Regions from separate parts of the Mus musculus genome. Here regions 1 and 3 are each linked to region 2. The links are chromatin contacts, called in public Hi-C maps. All regions are on one chromosome and are shown on one strand. Each heading gives the region's core, a stretch centred on a gene start, on an enhancer-like site or on the middle of the called end of the contact. The rest is flanking DNA. Distances are from core to core; before and after follow the strand shown. Region 1 has its middle 21 kb from the start of Gm42339. Region 2 has its middle 29 kb from the start of Gm35531. Region 3 overlaps Gm42339 (a long non-coding RNA gene).

Evidence for each region. A called contact is a pair of places that touch in the nucleus more often than the background predicts.
Region 1: a contact with region 2 is called in a Hi-C map of cortical neurons, with 2.4 times the contacts expected there. The contact joins two enhancer-like sites. A contact is called at or near these places in 9 of 484 Hi-C or Micro-C datasets (brain, cerebellum, cerebral cortex and 5 more) and 1 of 115 datasets of contacts at active chromatin or transcription factors (embryonic midbrain).
Region 3: a contact with region 2 is called in a Hi-C map of cortical neurons, with 1.7 times the contacts expected there. The contact joins two enhancer-like sites. A contact is called at or near these places in 20 of 484 Hi-C or Micro-C datasets (cortical neurons, embryonic stem cells, gonadal supporting cells and 3 more).

What each region holds. Positions count from the first base shown.
Region 1 is chr4:142,472,896-142,475,595 of GRCm38.p6, reverse strand. No RefSeq gene overlaps it. Among named protein-coding and RNA genes, the nearest start is that of Gm42339, 21 kb to the right of the region's middle. Within about 2 kb of position 1,300, at least 24 of the 459 cell types and tissues checked have an H3K27ac peak or open chromatin away from gene starts, as enhancers often do. A contact at or near this core is called in cerebral cortex and cortical neurons, where this site is marked.
Region 2 is chr4:142,266,331-142,269,069 of GRCm38.p6, reverse strand. No RefSeq gene overlaps it. Among named protein-coding and RNA genes, the nearest start is that of Gm35531, 29 kb to the right of the region's middle. Within about 2 kb of position 1,314, at least 37 of the 459 cell types and tissues checked have an H3K27ac peak or open chromatin away from gene starts, as enhancers often do. A contact at or near this core is called in cerebral cortex and cortical neurons, where this site is marked.
Region 3 is chr4:142,410,083-142,412,856 of GRCm38.p6, reverse strand. It overlaps Gm42339 (a long non-coding RNA gene), which reads left to right. Exons shown (of 2, transcript XR_003955298.1): 2 at 1,241-2,774. Among named protein-coding and RNA genes, the nearest start is that of Gm42339, 42 kb to the left of the region's middle. Within about 2 kb of position 1,471, at least 42 of the 459 cell types and tissues checked have an H3K27ac peak or open chromatin away from gene starts, as enhancers often do. A contact at or near this core is called in cortical neurons, where this site is marked.

The sequences.
Region 1 (2,700 bases), core at 51-2,550, 210 kb before region 2:
GCTGGTATCCTTATGACTAAATGGTTGTAGAGATGCAACAGGAGGTGTTTTGGTTTTTTTCTTTTTCTTTTCCTTTTTTCCTCCTAAGAGGCTCATGCCTGCAGACATGGAAGTGGCTTTGGGGGTCACTCAGTATCTTTAAAAACACACAACACCAGCAGCTCCCTGTGCCCATGGGAACTTTGCACCTGCCATGTGCCCATGCCCATGGCTGGCAGTGGGTAGGTAATAGGAGGACAGAGGAGGAGGGTCTGGGTTGTTCCTGTCAGCTCTGCTGATGGTTTTCAGAACCCTTACCGTGGGCCCTTGGTGACTGTATAATCAGAAAGCACGTTAATGGGTTTTGACTTGAGCTCACCTGTGGGTCACATGCCCATCTAAGTTAGTTTGACTTTATGTGAATGAGGCAGGTGGGGAAAAAAGAGAGAGACTCCTGAATAAGCTTCCTGGGCATTTACTTATCTATAATAGCACCTCAGTCCTGAAGAGAGAGAGAGAAAGAGAGAGAGAGAGAGAGAGAGAGAGAGAGAGAGAGAGAGAGAGAGAGAGAGAGAGAGAACGTGCAATTTTGTCTTTGTGAGGTTTGGCTTTCATTTGTCCCCTCCTTTTGGGGTCTCTAAACACTGTTTTTCTAGAAGCCCTCAGCAGAGCTGGTCTGGTTACTTCTTTTGCTGTGGCTTCTATTATGTTCCTAAAGGGGAGCCTGGAGTTGTTGTGAGCTAATTTTCAGGTATGGCTGGCTGCCTTCCTCCCGTCCCTCCCGACCTGGCACCAGAGAGATGCGCGGAAGCTGGGAGTCTTGGGGCTTTCTGTTCTTCCAGGTTAGGGTTGCTCCTGTGATTCTTGTTTGCCTGCACTGGTACCACTCAGGGGAACCAGACCCTAAGAATACCTGGTGCAGTTACGTCGTCACTTTCCACACTGAGATTTTTGAACGCAATGAGTATTTATCTTTCAAAATACAACCATATAAGTCACTTTTAGCTAAAGTACATTATGGACATTAAGAGCATGCCAGTATGCCTTTAACAATATTACCACAAGCGATTTCAGGAAAATGCCACCTTTTATGTCCTGGTTCCCCCCATCCCCCAAGAGACTGTTAGATCCATTTTCAATTTTTTAAATTTCTTTTTGGAAATGAATAAAGGAAGCGTATCAAGTCTTTGCTGGGTATTTTGTTGCAGACGAGACCACTGGGTTGGTGCCATGTGACGAGGCAAACTTGGGTTTTCCTAGAGGGTTAAGACAGAGTGTCATTTAAACAAACTATTAACTCGCTGGGTACCCTGTGTGAGCGGGCATGGTTGCTATGTAACAGAATCTAGAAAGTGAACTGCTGGAAATCGGCTCTCGGCACTTCGCAGGATCTTCTTTCGGAATTTCTGTTGAAAGAGCTCTTGGCAGTGGGCCCATCGCCTCTCTCCTGTTGCAAGTGAGTTGGATAATCCTAAGGAGAACTGTAGGCCAGCCTCGCCAAGGGCATCCGTGCCGGGTGGTGCATTTCACAGCCCCAGAGGCCACCTCTTGGGTTGATGGGGTCACAACTGGTTTTGACAGGTGGACAGAAGGAGGCTTGGTTTTTTTAAAAAAAAAAAAAACAAAAAACAAAAAAAAACTCCCAAAATACAGAGCTAAGCATTTGTTTCAGTTCATCTTGTTGTAGAAAGGGGGTCGTTTGAAGTAGCATTTCTAAAGCACTTTCCTCGGGGTACCCAGCTCTGGGAAAGTGTATTTAAAATGCTTGCTGTTCTTTGAAGGCAAAATATAGCAGTTTGCTTCTCTGAAAATGTTTTATCTGATGAATGACTAATATTAGATTCAATTGGCTGCTTTGCAGTGCATAGAATAAAACAATTAAGAGCCATTACACCCAATTTAAATAGGTGTTAACTGTATAGAACATAACATGCTTACACCCATTAGGATGGATGCTCGCCGCCTTGAGTTTATTGTTTATTTGGGGTGTGTGTACCTGTGTACCTGTGGAGAATGTGTTTTCCTCGGTCGTTCCCTGCCTACCTTCCAGTCTCTGCCCTCCCAGTGCTGGGATTGCAGGCTCACGCTGCTGAGCTCAGCATTTTTCCATGGATGGTGGGGCTCTGAACTCCGATGCTCGTGCTTTTATAGGGAGTACGTTTGATTAACTGGACCCTCTCCCCTGCCCCCCACTGGCAAGGTACAGAAAGTGTCTTCCTTTGGTGCCAGAGATGGAGAAGCAGTCCTTGTCTGCTGCAGTTATTAAAAGGGGGAGATGGGAAGGATCAGACTCCATGTTTATAAATCTTCATAGCTACACACAGATTGTATTTCCTTCTCTGATCACTACAATAGATAGCTGCCCGGGTCCTGGCATCTCCTCTTTACAAAACACTGAAAACTCTTTGGAAAAGTTTGCATTACCTTAGGAGTGGTGTGTACAGGGACTCCAAGGAGATGCTAGACACTGTTGCTCTGCAAAATAACTTTTGTCTTTTGACACTGGCTTTCCCGTTCGCTCTGCTCCTATCTTATTTGCTTTGAAAGAGGGGATTTCCAAATGGCAGAGAGGGTGGAACCCAGGCGTGTGTCGACATCTCCAAGGCCCCTCACTCTACCTCCGCAGTGGGATGAAGGACCATGCCTTTGTCTAACCCAAAAGGCGGGGCTTTACGGCTCCTCCTAAAAATTACTGTGTGGAATCACCAAGAGATTAGTTAC
Region 2 (2,739 bases), core at 65-2,564:
AATGCCATCACCGAGGCAACTTACAGAAGGAGCGTGTATTTGGGGGCTTACAGATTCAGAGGGTGAGTTCATGACCACCATGGTTGGAAGCATGGCAGCAGGCAGGCAGGGACGGTGCTAGAGCAATAACCGAGAGCTTTATATCCTGACCCACAAGGGTGAGACAGAGCATTAAAATGGCATCATGGGCTTTTGAAATCCCAAAGCCCACCTCCAGAGACAGACCTCCCCCCACACGGACACACCTCCAAATCCTTTCCAAACAGTTCACCTAACTGGGGAACAAGTATTTAAACATAAGTAATTTGTTTGAATGGGCTCAAACCTGTGAGCCCTGCCCCACTTAGGTTACTTCGGTCAGCATCTCCTATCTCTGCTTTCCCACATCCTGCCTCATCGTTCCCAAAAGCCTCTCTTTTGTGAAAAGTGATTTTTTGAGAAGTGATTCTGCTCCCCAGCTTGCCTTAACCCACAGCATCCTTGGAAAGAGAGGGCATGTTGGGATGTCAAGAACACAAAATGCCTGACGACAGCCCACTGAAGCCCCTCGGCTGTCTCATGCAGCTCCTCTAAGGTCCTTCTTGGCCTGCAGATCTGAGAGAGGGGTCCCTCTGTGACCCGTGAAGATGAGCACACAGTCAGTAAACGCTGATCTACAGTCCTTGGGCAATAAAGTCCTTGATTAGAGACAGCATTCTCTCTGTGTCCCCTGTGCTTAAGTGGATTGCACAGTAGAGACTGGATGGATGAATGGATAGATGGATGGATGATGGATGGATGGATGGATGGATGGATGGATGGATGAATGGATGGATCCCTGGGCATGTGTCTTCCAGATTCTAGTTCCAGATCTAAGATTTTAGGCTCTTATCAGTAATAAGAAAATCAACTCAACAAGTTCTGTGTGTGTCATTTGGGCAGCCAGTGTAGTGTAGCGCTCTCTCTCTCTCTCTCTCTTTCTCTCCCCCCCCCCCCCCCAAGGCTGGGCAGGAAGCATCCACAGCCCCAGTGTTGACATAGGCCAGTGTCCCAGGGCCAGTAGCTGACCTGACACAGATGACTGCCCAGCATCAGAGGGGATGAGGTTTGGAAATTGAGCATCCAAGGCCTATCATCTTTCAGTATAGGAGGGTCTGTAGCTGACCCGCTCGCTGTTAGCTTTTTCCCATTACCCACGCCTCTTTCTCCCTGAACCAGGGCAGTTGAGTGCCCCAGAAGCTCAGCTACCACCTGAAGCTATGTCCCTCATCCCCAGTGGCTTGCATGCTGGGCACACACACACTTCAGGCTCAGGGCAACTCTGCCAGCCGGGAAATAGCAGACTGAGCCTGATTAGCATATGAAGCTCGATTTCCTTGGCTGGGTCTGGAGCTGTCACAGCCTAATTAGAAAAGCTGCCAGATCAGCAGGCTCTCTCATTAACTCCCTTCCAATCCCACCCACATCTCTTGCTAAAGACCCCCCACAGCCTGTGACCAAAAGCACCAGTCCTCTGGGGGCACACCAGGGCTCCAGGCATGGGGGTCACAACCCTATCATAACCTAATGTATGACCCAGCAAGAGGCTTATCTTCCGGGAGGGTGGGACATACCAGGTCTCACAGTGACAGAGGGACTTCACACTGTGTTCTGTAGAAAGTGAGGAGGCAGCCTCATCCCCAGCAGCAGGGAAACTCTGCCCCTCCCTGGTCCAAAAAAACAAAGCAGGCAGACATAGGGCGTGGGAGACTGGGCTTGACTCAGGTAGCCAGGAAGGCTGTGAGAGGGAGAGGTACACTTTAGCTGAGGCTTGAATGACAGGAGAGTTGAGAGCCAGCAATGTGAAGGAAAGATGGTCCAGGGCAAGGCCAGTGAATGCAAGTAAGATAAAAAACAGCTTCCTTTAAAAAAGCCAAGGAGACACACAAGCAAGGATGGGGGGGGGGGGTCGGAACACGATATAATGAGATCAGAAGAAATGCTAGGTGAATGAAAGAATGAGTGAGTGAGTGAGTGAATGAATGAATCAATCAATCAATCAATCAATCAATGAAGTTTCTACACAGATGGCTTCTCTATCACTGTAGGAAGAGCTTCAGTGCAGGGAGCGAAAAGAAGAAAACCGTGGGAAGCAGGCACCAGACTAGGACTGGCTCTGTGTTGTGCACGTGCTGTATCGCCAAGTGACAGTTCATTAATAGATGCTAAGTCTTTCTCACACCTGAACATCTGGCTCTCCCTTCTCACATCTGAACATCTGGCTCTCCCATCAGTCCCCAGGATGGAGTGTTACAATTGCCCCCATTTTACAGAAGGAAGAGTGAGGCCCAGAGAAGGGAAATCAGTTCCCCCACTGCACACACATGTGTGATAGAAGCAGGGCGGAGCCCCAGCACCAAGTCTGAGTCACTGTGGGGCAAGTGTCTTCTCTGTCCTCAGAAGGGGACCTGCTGTGCACTCAGTGGCAACCCAAGCCCTACCATCCAGAACCTTTGACTTGAATGTCCAGCTGGGACCTCAAGATGGCTCTCAACAGACTGATGAGGGAGGACCCTCTACAGTAGACGTCGTTCATTCAAACCATGCCATATGTGCGGGCCGGCTTCCTCCAGTCAGCTCCCAGTTTTCCCATCCTCCCTTGCTGCTGGAGAGTGACCGTAGCTCAGCCTCTGACGTGGAAAAAGAGACAGGAAGTACATATTTGGAGTCAGTGTCCCAGGATTGTGGTGACAGTGGGTAGGTTGGGGTGACTATGCCCAG
Region 3 (2,774 bases), core at 222-2,721, 140 kb before region 2:
GTCCTAGCGGAGAAAGTGAGGTCAGAGACACAGTCAAATTCTGCCCAGTGTAGCCCCTGGATCTTGCTGGAAAGCTGGGATTTGACATCAGACGTCACTCATCACAGGGTGTCCTTGCTTTCTCCAATGTGAAAATTGGGTACAGCTGAAGAAGAGGGGATTCGAGTGATTTACCCATGCGGCGATCTCATGTTTGAAGAGTTCTCTCTGTGTTTCGATGGGGCTGAAGCCGTAAAGCAAATTCTGTCCTTTGGTTGTACCGATGCAAACCCCAAAGGCAGAAGCTGTTCTATTCTTTTGCACTGTGGGCACAGTGCAAGCAGTGGGCCCCTGACTGCAAATTAAGCTGGGGCTCTGTGGTGCCTTCCCCATAGGATGGAAGGGCCTTGGTGCCCTGCCACTCAAACTACAGAAACTCACAATTTCTCAGAATACTGTTCTGCTGCTATTCCTATCACTGATGTTGGAAAAAAAAACATCTCTGGTCCATTTCTGTCACCAGGGAGAGAGGAGGAGACTCTCGTATTGGGAATCTCTTGTCCCACTGAGTCTGCCTCTCTGCAGACTCTAACCTTCATATCCAGCCTCTGGAACCCTAAGTAAATGGCCTCATGAATGTGCTGTCATTTGCCAAATCATGGTCTTGTTAACAGTAATGTAGCAAGAGCTCTGCTTGGGTCCAGGCCCTCCTGTGGGACGGCAGGTTCTTTTTCTCATGGGGCCACTTTCTTCATTAAGAGAATATGTTGAGGGATGGAGAGGTGGTTCAGCAGTAAAGAGTGCCTACTGTGCGGCTTCCAGCAGCAGGCAGCGCATAACCTCTTGTTATGTGCTCTTGTTAACTTCAGCTCCGGGAGATGCAGCGCCCTCCTGTGGCCTCTTCAGGCACCTGCATTCATGTGCACATACCTACACATTCTTTCTCTCTCTCTCTCTCTCTCTCTCTCTCTCTCTCACACACACACACACACACACACACACACACACACACACTTAAAAACAATGAAATCATTTTTTTAAAAAGAAGAAAAGATTTTGAGTTAACATGGACTATCAATGTCTTTTCAAGGATACAACTGTCATGGTCCCCACTGTGTCCACAGGGGTCACATGCAGAGCTCTCAGGATGTAAATACTAGGGTGAGCCCTGGAATACCAGACCATCCTTGGCACTGTTTGGCTCAGGGCCAACACTAAAATGCTTAAGACAAAACCTCTTCTCTTCAATGTTTAATAACAGAAACCAACATGAAAGAAAACAGCTAGAATATAGTCCAAGCAAGCATAGGACACAAGTACATGGAACGCTCTGAGGTGGCAGCTGGGGAGAGCCTGGTCCATAGAATTCCGTACTTCCATCTCTTCTTCGTGAAGGAATTGTAGCAAAAGACTGCTGCCCAGAACTGCCTCCAATTGTCAGCTCACACACACCAGGCCTGAGCCAAGGAAGCCGAGTGCTAAGCAGCTTGTCTCCCGGTTCACGCATGCGCTTACTTGTTATTCTGTTTGCAGAGGAAGGCGCCAAGAATACGCATACACACTCCCCCTCGTGCAGAGACTACACATTTGGATGCGATAAATTTCTCTCTCTGACCAAAAAAAAAAAAAACCTCCAGGAACAGCTGATGGGTGTGAACCGTGCTGAGGCTCCGGTATGTTTCCAGAAACTTACTCCGGCACCTGCTCAGGACCTAGCCATGTGATGCAGGGCTGAGTCCTTCTACCTGGGTCTGGCTGCAGCATAAGCTTGCGACTTGAGCTGGACAGAGAGTCTCTGTGTGTCTGAGGCATGGGAACGCTCTGGCAAGTGTATTTCCCACGTGGGACGTTGCGGTCTGGAGACTTGGAATTGAGGCTGAGAGATGAAGTCAGGGTGTAGAGGCCGTTTGGCCATCACTCCTTAGAAAGACTTTGCCCTTACTGAAGACCAGAAATTATTTCCTCATTGGAAACTTAAAGTGCTCAAGAGGAGGTGGGGAAAATGTGAAAGGCCCCCTGGCTTTCCAGATCCTGAGGCATCTGTCACCCAAGCTGTACCTTCCTAGAAGCAGAGACAAGATTTCTTCTCAAGGAATTGCTTGGATCCTGGCCCGGTATGCGCCAAGTTCCCTGAATGAGGTACTCAGACAGTGGGAGGGACAGCAACCGTCAAGACCAGCTAGGGCAGAACGTGCTATAAAGCAAGAAGGGAGCCTTTGGCACTAAGGGAAGGAGTAATAATTCTAGGGGGTCATTCTCCTTCCACGAAGTGTCCACGTGCTTTGAAGCCTTCTGCTCCTCTCTGGGCAGCAAATCCTCTGCAGCCCTTCCATGCCTAACAGAATTCCTGGATTCCTCTATGTGGACACTATCACGTCTCCAATCAGATAGATGGCCGCCTCGACCAAGAGATGAAAACAGGTTGGTAACTTCATCTTTAAGCTTGTCACACAGCACTCCTTGTGAATTATGCTTCGTGGGCTACTGCCTTCCTTCATGTCTTTTACTCTCGAGTGCAAGTACTAGACACTGCCCCATAAAGAAACGTATATTATACAATCTCACGTAACAGTGAACCTGGGATGCCCTATTGAACATTTTTACTGGGGAGCCTCAGATTTAAAGAGACCACTAAACCAGTGTAGATGTCAGGGAGCGTGAAGCTCGACTTCATTTACGTATTCACATCGAAGACCAGCCTGGGAATCCTCTGCAGCAAGCCTGATGTGGCTGGTTATGACAAACCCCTCCTTGTCACCACGATCCTTGGTGGCTGATTCTCTTAAGTCACAGGT